3 separate regions of the Sus scrofa genome follow, and regions 2 and 3 are each linked to region 1. A link is a contact called in public Hi-C data. All regions are on one chromosome and are shown on one strand. Each heading gives the region's core, a stretch centred on a gene start, on an enhancer-like site or on the middle of the called end of the contact. The rest is flanking DNA. Distances are from core to core; before and after follow the strand shown. Region 1 holds the start of C12H17orf105. Region 2 holds the start of NAGS (N-acetylglutamate synthase). Region 3 holds the start of LSM12 (protein LSM12 homolog).

Region 1 (2,842 bases), core at 282-2,781:
TCTTATGGAATACATAGTGGCCAAAGTCCAGTTTCTTCCTGAATGATGTGGTCTGTCTATGATTAGAGACGATTACAGGGTAGGCCAGATAATCCAGGGAACTGTTCATCTTCTCTTCCTAGTCTCACTTCAGAAATAAGGCACCCACGCTCCTCTGTGAGGTACTTAGCTGTCCCCATGACCGGTTGTCATAGTTACTCAGTTATGACATCAGGGACAGGTTCCAGGGAAGAAGGAGGAGCAGTGGAGCATGCCAGGCTGTCCCTGGACTTCTCTTTTGAAAGCTAATGTAGGTTCAAGTCAAGATGAGGGCTGACATTAGAAAGTTTCCCACTTGCCTGGTATGCAGTGCCACCAATAGCAGCAGGAAGAGGTATGGTGTCTGGGAAGGCCAGAAAGGCACTGGGGTGGGGGTGGGGGGATGGAGAAATCTAGCCCTGGTTACGCTTGGACTCTAAGCCAAGTAATCTCCCCGGCAATGGTTTCCCTGAAGGTATGAGCCCACAGCTGTTTGCAGAGGTGAAAGATGAACTTGATGATTTGATTCCATGTCTTCACTTTTGCAGATGAGGCGAAAGTCCAGAGCAACAGCCAAGCTGCTCTAGAACAAGTTAGTGGAAGAACAAGTTCAGGATGTGGGTTTCCTGAATTCTCAGGACCACGGATGTTTTTTGGAGACGTTGGGCTTCGGGTGAGCTGCCATTGGGGGAGGTCAGAGACCTGTCGCTTTTGCTGGTAGTGGGATCTCGTAAATGATGAGTTGCTGACATCGTGTGGCTCATAGTGGGCTGGCAGCTGCTCCAGGAAGGGCTGCAAAGGAGCGGGATGCATCTCCACACCGGCACTGGGCGTAGCACCTAGTAAGTGTCCTATGCAATTGCTGATAAAAACAGGGAGAACACCTCCCCAGTGCTCACTATGTGGAGCCCGGGGGTTTCCTGGAATGCTACATTTAATCTTTCAAACAACCCTAGGAGTTAGGGGCTAAACCCCATTTTTTCAGCAAAAAAAAAAAGTTACATCATTCCCCAGGGCTACCTATGCTTGCTTGCAGAGCCCAAGCTTTAAGTACGATGCCGACTCTCATTGAAGGTTGGAAGAAATGTGCCCCAGAGTTGGGCTTCTCAAACGTTAACCTTCGCAGAGATTTCCAGGGAGGCTTGTAAAATGCTTATTCTCCTTCAGCAGGTCTGAGCTGGGGTGCAGATTCTGCTTTCCTGGCCAGCTCCCGGGTAATACCAGAGCTGCTGGTCTGCAGCCGGCAGTCCGAGCTCCCAAACGGAACCCGTGTGTCCCTGAATTCCTGAAAAACCGAGGGACACTTGGTGTGCCGCGGTCCAGAGGAACTTTTATTGCGCCCCGCATTTCGTCCAGTGGCGGTACCGGACTGCCGCGCCTTAGCGGGGGGTGGAGGTGGGACGAAGACCATCGCCCCTCCCCGAACCCCGGCCGGAGCTCCAGAGCCGCAGCATCTCCGCCCGCGGACGCAGGCCTCGGAGTCTTCCCCCGCGTCCGCCCGGCGCCTGGCGGCGCGCGTACCTCCCAGAAGCGGAACGCGCCTGGCCGCCCGCGCTCCGCCGCTTTCCGCGCCCGGCGGGCCCGCCTCCGGGGCGGGACGGGGCGGGTCCCGGCTCCGGAGCCCCCGCCCAGCTGACCCGGCCGCTCTCCCCTCGCTCGCGGTTGCCCCGGCGTGCAGGGCCCGGCCGCCGCCATGTCGGGCCCGGTGGAGCTCTCGGTGCAGGATCTCAACGACCTGCTCTCGGACGGCAGCGGCTGTTACAGCCTCCCAAGCCAGCCCTGCAACGAGGTCACCCCCAGGATCTACGTGGGCAACGCGTGAGTCGCCGCTCCCGGGTCGCAGCCCCGCCAGCCCCTCCCCGGGGCGCCCCGCCCACCAGAGGGCTGGGGTGGGGGCGTCGGCGGGCGTGGGTGGGGGGAGCCGGGGCGGGGTCCCTCCTCCGGAAGCCGCGGCGGGGGCTGGGCGGGGGCTGAAGTCGCCGCCCACCGCCTCGCTTGGGGCCGAGGGGCCGGACCCCGCCCCGGCCCAGCGCGGTCCTTCCCTTCGCGTGATGCCCGGGGTCGGGGGTGCTCGGCCAGCCCGATGTCCAGTCCGAAGCCCACTCTCCAGGGGCACGGCCCTGGGCGGGGTCGGGGCTACCAGTTTCATTTAACAGGTGGCCCTCTGTCACCCGGCCGGTCTCCGGCCCCGCGTGTCATGTGACAGCTGCCTGGTTCTGCAGTGAGGTCACCGCGGAATGTCTGCCTTTGCTCCCTTGGCAACGGGCTGACGTCACACTTCGGGCGTGGAACTTTCCTGGCCGGGCAGGCCCAGGGCCGGGAATTGAAAGATCCCAAACTCGGGATCCAGGGACCCGGGCCTTGGTTTTCTCGCTTCTCCCCCAGCTTTCCAAATAGGGTGTGATGTACCTGAAGTTCTAGAACAATCCAATGATAAACCCCCTAAGGACCTGAACCATCACTTAGAAAAGGCTGCGGACCTTCTCCCCATCAGGAAGTGCATTTATTATTTATCCCTTAGGAGTTCTTACCAAATTGATTTTTTCATTTTCTCATAGTCAAACTACCAGTAAGAATTTCTGAGCGGCAGGAGGGAACCAGTGTTGCCCGTTCTGAGAGGTGCTGAAATACCAGCCAAAAGGCAAAAATAGATTACCATGCCTGTACAGCCGTGGGAGGGCACGGGTTGGATTTTCCTGAGACTCTGAGAATCCAGTTCCAAGGACTGCCGTACAAATGGGGGTCATCGTGGAGCTAGGGGGTCTGGAAGGCAGTTTCCAGCTTCACGAGGCCGGTGTTATCCATTTAATCATTTACCATATTG
Region 2 (2,700 bases), core at 121-2,620, 160 kb before region 1:
AGTTTGTCCTTCAAGTTCCGCGCCTCGCCTGTAGTCCCACCTACTTCCCCTAGTCCCGCCTACCTCCCGAAACCTTGCTCTCTCCGCCCCTGGTCCCGCCCACCCACCCAAACCCCGCCCATCGCTCCTAGTCCTGTCCATCCCACTTGGTTCCGCCGGGTCCGTGGTTCCTCCCACCTACCCAAGACCCGTCCATTTGTCTAGGTTCACCCAAGTCCAGGCCGGGCCCGTCCACCTCCTTGGTCACTTCCCCCAGGTTCGGCAAGAGGAGGAAACCTTTGCTGTGGCGGCGGCCCCTTCCACCGCCTCTTCTGCTCCCCCGCCACCTCGCGCGCCCCCTGTTCCCGCCCTCACCCTTGTTGCTGAAGAGCTCCGTGAGCAGCGTGCTGGCGGCGGTGATGACCGCCGAGGAGTGGTGGGGCAGGCGACTGAGCACGTCCACGATGAGCCGCATCTGCTGCCGTTCTTTGGTGCTCACCCACTCCGCATTGGTCACCAGGTCCAGGTCGGCGGGCAAGTTCACGTTACTCAGGACCTGTGTCCCCAGACGAGAGGGTTAGCTCCCAGCCTGCCCCCGGCCAAGGACTGCGCCCCCGCCCCACGGACCTGTCCTCACTGACCTTCTTCATCTCGGAGTCCTCAGCCAGGGAGGGCTCAGACCTGAGCCCCCACGGATTGAGCGCCTCCCTGACACTCCATTCCCGACCCATGCGGCTTGAGAGAAAAGTGACTCTGGGGCCCGTCAGGGAGGCATGCAGGGGATGCAAGAGAGGGGTTCACCCAGGCCTGGAGTCGCGGACAGTATAGGGCCCAAAAGGAGGAGACACACCTTGTGACTGCTGTCGCATATGCCGCCTGTAGTATTGAGGAAGATAATTTTGGTGGGCTGCAGCGCCTTGGCCAGGGCCGCGGTCACCTCCAGCGAGTCGAGGAGCACGGAGCGGCGCGCAGCCGTCTCCCCGATGGGGCACAGGATGGGAATGCTACCCGACTCCAGGCACCACTGTAGCAGGTCCGTCTCCACCGAGACGATGCCGCTGTAGCTGCGGGCCAGACGCTGGTGCTCAAGGAACTTGCCTCCAGGAACCCCGGGGCTGGGGCGGGGCTGGGGCGGGGCTGGCAGCTTCGCGAGATCTGGGGTGCAGGGGCAGGCAGGGCTGGCACTAACCTGGCATGAGGGGCTGGCTCAGCAGCGCCCAGTACCGACCCACCACCAAAAAAAGGCACAGCGGTGGCGGCATTGTGCCGCAGCGTGTTCACCAGCACCTTGCATCTCTGGGCAAGCTGTGCCTTGGCCTCCCAGAAGGAAAGACAGCCTGAGGGCGCAGTGGGAGCCGGCAGCCCCAGAACCACCAGAGGCTTCATGTCCATGCGTTGCAGGAAGGCCAGGGCAAAAGCCAGGCTGGACATGGCCTGCTGGCACTTGAGCACCTCGTCTTCCACCTGTGGAGGAGCAGGTGTTCAAATGGCTGAGACCCTGGCCATGACTCCTGTTGCTCCTGCCTGTCCTACATCCTGGCCCTCTCAGTCCCCAACCCTACCCAGGAGTTGTCAGGCCCCATTTCTGGCCACCTGCGCCCACCTGCTCTGCCCTTTGCCCCCTTGGGTCTTGCCGTTCTCTTATCTCACACTCGTGTTCCTCCCTCCGCTCCTCCCTGCGACCTTGGACCCTAGAACGAACACCTGAGGGGGAGGGGTGACACAGGCAGCTTCTGTCCAGGCTCCCCAATTGCCGACTGAACCCCTAACTGCGCTCAGGGTGACAGCACTTCTCCCGTGCATCTACTTGACAAGCCCAGGCTCCTCACTCAGGCTCCTCGTGAGACTTGGGGAGGAGCACCCAGTCTCGTCCAGTCGCTCGCGCTAGTCAGGGTTCTGTCCAGTCGCTTCCTGGTTCTGCTGCCTAGAGTCTGCAAACTGTCCTGCCACGTCTAGTGACAGACAGGTCGCCACCCATCTCCCACTCCCTCTCTGTGACTTGGCGGACGCCGGGCTCCACTCACCTCGATGACGGCGAAGGGCCTGTCTGTGGAGTGGTGGCAGGTCTGGAACTCCGAGAGCCAGTGGCGCGCCTCTCCTGGGCTGGCCCCACACTGGTTCAGGAAGACCTGGATGTCCCGCTGCACTAGCGAGCGGCCCGCCGGGGGCCCCGGAGGGTCGGGGGGCACGGGGGACGTGGGGGGTGGATTCCACGACGGCTTCTCCACTGCAGGCGAGGGGGCGCCATCCCCAGCGCCCTCATCGGCATCCTCTCGGGCAGGCGCCCAGGCCGTGCTGAGCCGGCGCCCGGGGCTGGTGCCCCTGGCCGCCCGCCGCCGCGCGCTGCCACTCAGCCCCCGGGCGCCCCAGTGCCTCGAGGGCCGCGCAGCCTTCGGCTCACAGGGGCCGCCCGCAGGGCCCAGGCCAGCCGTGCCGTCGCCATGACAACCAAACCCGCTCGCCCCCCCAAAGAGTGACCGTCTGTCGGGAGCTCCCGGCTCTGCGGGCCTCTTAACCTTCAGCGGGGCGGGGCCGGGCCGGCCGGGGCGGGGCGCGGACGGGGGCGCCGAGTCGCTTCTGGATGCCTTTGAAGAGGGTCAGGCGGCGGGTCAGAGGGCGGCGCCTAACAGGATCCCCCGCCCCTAGTGGGGACTTAACCCACTAGTAAGAGTCACGAGGCCTTGATAAGGGGTGGCTAGTTGTCTTTAATCTGTTGCCAGA
Region 3 (2,796 bases), core at 174-2,673, 210 kb before region 1:
GATATTTCTGAGCTGCCTGATATCACCAAGCTCTCTTCTCTCAGGGGTCCTGGCATCTGCAGTTCCCTCTGCCTGGAACATGGCCACGCTCTTTCGCCGCTTATCCTTCAGGTCTCAGATTTTTTACTTCTTCCAGGAATCTTTTTCTAACAGTGCCTGGCAACCATTTATGAAAATCAACAATGACAACATTGCATAAAAAGTGGAGTGGCAGTTATTTATGACTTATGGGGGAGACATGAAGATTCTCTGAAAAACGCAAGGATGAGGGATTTGAATGTTTATTTCTATTAAAATGATTATACTAATATTGACCCAACATTAGGAAGTTGATGGCTCTTGCAAGGCAAGGAAAAATTTTTGAACTTTGTTCAGGTTAAGAAGTGTCAGGTCTGGCCCTTTGTGTCCCTCCCTCTGCCTGTTGTTATTTAGACGTGAGGCTCCAGAATTTCTATAGTGGAGGGGTAGATGGGTTAGGGATGGTAATTTGCAATAGTAGGGCTTGAAAATGCATCTGCATGGTACTTACACGTTAGGAAAATTGTTTTTGATCTTAGATAGTCATTAATAGGGAGCCCCAAACTCCTGCTCCATGGCTACAGTTGTCCCTACCACTGCTCCTCACTCTTTGCTTGGTTTTCTGGAGGAGGGGACAAGACCGGAGATGGGGAAGAATTTTGAGTTCCAAGGGTGAGGGGTGATGGCAGAGATACTACCATTTACTAAGGACCTACTACATGCCATGCATTTGTACTCGTTATTTTTTTTATCTTCCACTCCTCCCAAAGTCTCTATGAGGTATTGTCTAATATAGCATAGCAGTAAATAGCACTCTCTTTGGAAACAGGTAGATGGAATCTTTGCTAGTTGTGCGACCTTGGAAAAAGTTTAGCCTAAGACTTAGTTTCTTCATCTATAAAATGAGAATATTGACTTCTACATCGAAGGGTTGTTGGGTGCTCAATAGCGACAATACATACGGAGTAAAGAAACAGGATCAGGTTTAATAATTTGCTCAAGGTCATATAACTCAGTGGAATACTGATTCCAGTTTAGCCAATTCGACAGCCAAAGTCCTTTCCACTACCACTTTATAACTAGGTATAATCGTTTTGAGCAAGTTTTGATGAGTTTTCTGGGACTTCGATTCCTCATATGTAAAATACAGAGTTCATTCATTAAACTCTTGCGTCTAGGCGTGAACGTAATGAAGATTGCAGTTCCCTCCTCCTTCCTTTTTTTATTCTACATAGGTCATTTATCTTTAACTTCTAAAATGGACCCTGCAAACACTTCACCAAGTGGGCGCAGCTGCACAAACATAATTATTTAGATTCCTCTTTATTTCCTCGTCTACCCTCTTCCACCTAGGATCCCGCCCCACCCAACCCAGGCCACGCCCTGGCGTGTGACGTCAGCACGCCTCGTGCGTCGCGGCGCGGCGCTCACTGGGGGCCCGGCTTTCGCCCGCTGCTGCCGCCGCTGCCGCCGGCCGCGGCTGCTCTCCCAAGATGGCGGCTCCTCCGGGCGAGTACTTCAGCGTTGGGAGCCAGGTGTCGTGCCGGACGTGCCAGGAGCAGCGGCTGCAGGGCGAGGTGGTAGCCTTCGACTACCAGTCCAAAATGCTGGCTTTAAGTATCCTTCCCTGCGCGGAGCCCAAGGCCGGGCCGGCGTGTATGTGCGGTGGTGGTGGGGGGGCGGGGGACGACAGCGGTGGCTGGGGCCTCTCCGGGCCTAGGGGCGACCGGCTACCGCGGCGCTCGGAGCGCATGCGCGCGGCCCTGAGCTCCCCTCCCCCTCTCGCGGGTCCCTCGGTCCGCGGTGGGGACCCTGTCCCCCACGCGTTGTGGGAGCTGGGCCCCGTACGAGGGTGGGTGGGTGGAGGGGGCTTGACACGCGGGTGGCTTTTCGGGACGAACGCTAGGAGAGAGGACACAGTGATTAGAAGAGGGGTGGTCGTGGGAGGGGGCTGGGGAATGGAGCCCGGATGGAGGCGGGGAGGGTAAAATCCTGTGGGGACGGGGTGTGCAGAGTAAGGAACTGCTAGTGGGACAAGGGTATGGAGTTTAGGTGGTTTGTCTGCTGATGGGATTTCGTCCAAGAAAGGGCGGTGGGGTAGTGACCAAATGGGTCTCTCCTTTTTGGGGGGAGAGTAAGTGCAGGATAGGAGTTTGTATCTGAACTGGGGATGGGGCTTGTTTTCCTGGTGCTTGTGTGTGTGCTTGTGGTGCCAGTGGGGGCGGGGAGTGCTGAATTTTGGGCTTCTCAGTCATATGGAAATTGCTATTTTGGGGATGTTTGTGTTGGAAACCTGGTGCAGAGAGAGGACCACGTTTTTCGGGGGCTTATGTATCGATGTATGGGTTACAGGTGAAAGAGTAAGTTATATTCTCTTGCTCAGCCCAGCGCATGGAATCCTGATTTTCCATAGTAGTAGCCTTCCCTTTGGAAAGTGGCAGTGTTAGAATGGAAAAAGTAGCCTCTTCGGGGTGGAAATGATTTCTGAATTACTCCAGGAAAGTCATTCTTGGAAACAAAATACTTCCTGGTTGTAATAAATGTGCCACCCCTTCCCCTCTTATTTGAGCCACAGGTGGGTTTATTTGGCTTTTTTTTTTCTTGGAGTAATTTTTTAATGGCACCTTTCAAAAGGAAGTTTCTTTCTGAGTCAGTTGCTTTTGAGTGGCAAGTGTTTTAATTTATTTAACCACTAGTCCTAGATTTCTAGCTTAGGAAGATGTCCTTTGAAACTAATTACAGCAAGAATAGTTTTGTTTTTGTTTTTGCTTTTTTTTA

Evidence for each region. A called contact is a pair of places that touch in the nucleus more often than the background predicts.
Region 2: a contact with region 1 is called in a Hi-C map of liver, with 5 times the contacts expected there. The contact joins the promoter of NAGS here to the promoter of C12H17orf105 in region 1. A contact is called at or near these places in 5 of 47 Hi-C or Micro-C datasets (embryonic fibroblasts, epiblast stem cells, heart right ventricle and 2 more) and 1 of 2 datasets of contacts at active chromatin or transcription factors (alveolar macrophages).
Region 3: a contact with region 1 is called in a Hi-C map of liver, with 4 times the contacts expected there. The contact joins the promoter of LSM12 here to the promoter of C12H17orf105 in region 1. A contact is called at or near these places in 2 of 47 Hi-C or Micro-C datasets (heart right ventricle and liver) and 1 of 2 datasets of contacts at active chromatin or transcription factors (alveolar macrophages).

What each region holds. Positions count from the first base shown.
Region 1 is chr12:19,334,690-19,337,531 of Sscrofa11.1, forward strand. C12H17orf105 reads right to left here and starts at 1,532. Exons shown (of 6, transcript XM_003131374.6): 1 at 1-1,532. The coding sequence starts at 109. It overlaps DUSP3 (dual specificity protein phosphatase 3), which reads left to right and starts at 1,619. Exons shown (of 3, transcript XM_003131360.6): 1 at 1,619-1,836. The coding sequence starts at 1,712.
Region 2 is chr12:19,172,598-19,175,297 of Sscrofa11.1, forward strand. It overlaps NAGS (N-acetylglutamate synthase), which reads right to left and starts at 1,371. Exons shown (of 6, transcript NM_001097520.1): 1 at 1,169-1,371; 2 at 830-1,043; 3 at 355-535. The coding sequence starts at 1,371.
Region 3 is chr12:19,127,207-19,130,002 of Sscrofa11.1, forward strand. LSM12 (protein LSM12 homolog) reads left to right here and starts at 1,424. Exons shown (of 5, transcript XM_021066900.1): 1 at 1,424-1,635. The coding sequence starts at 1,512.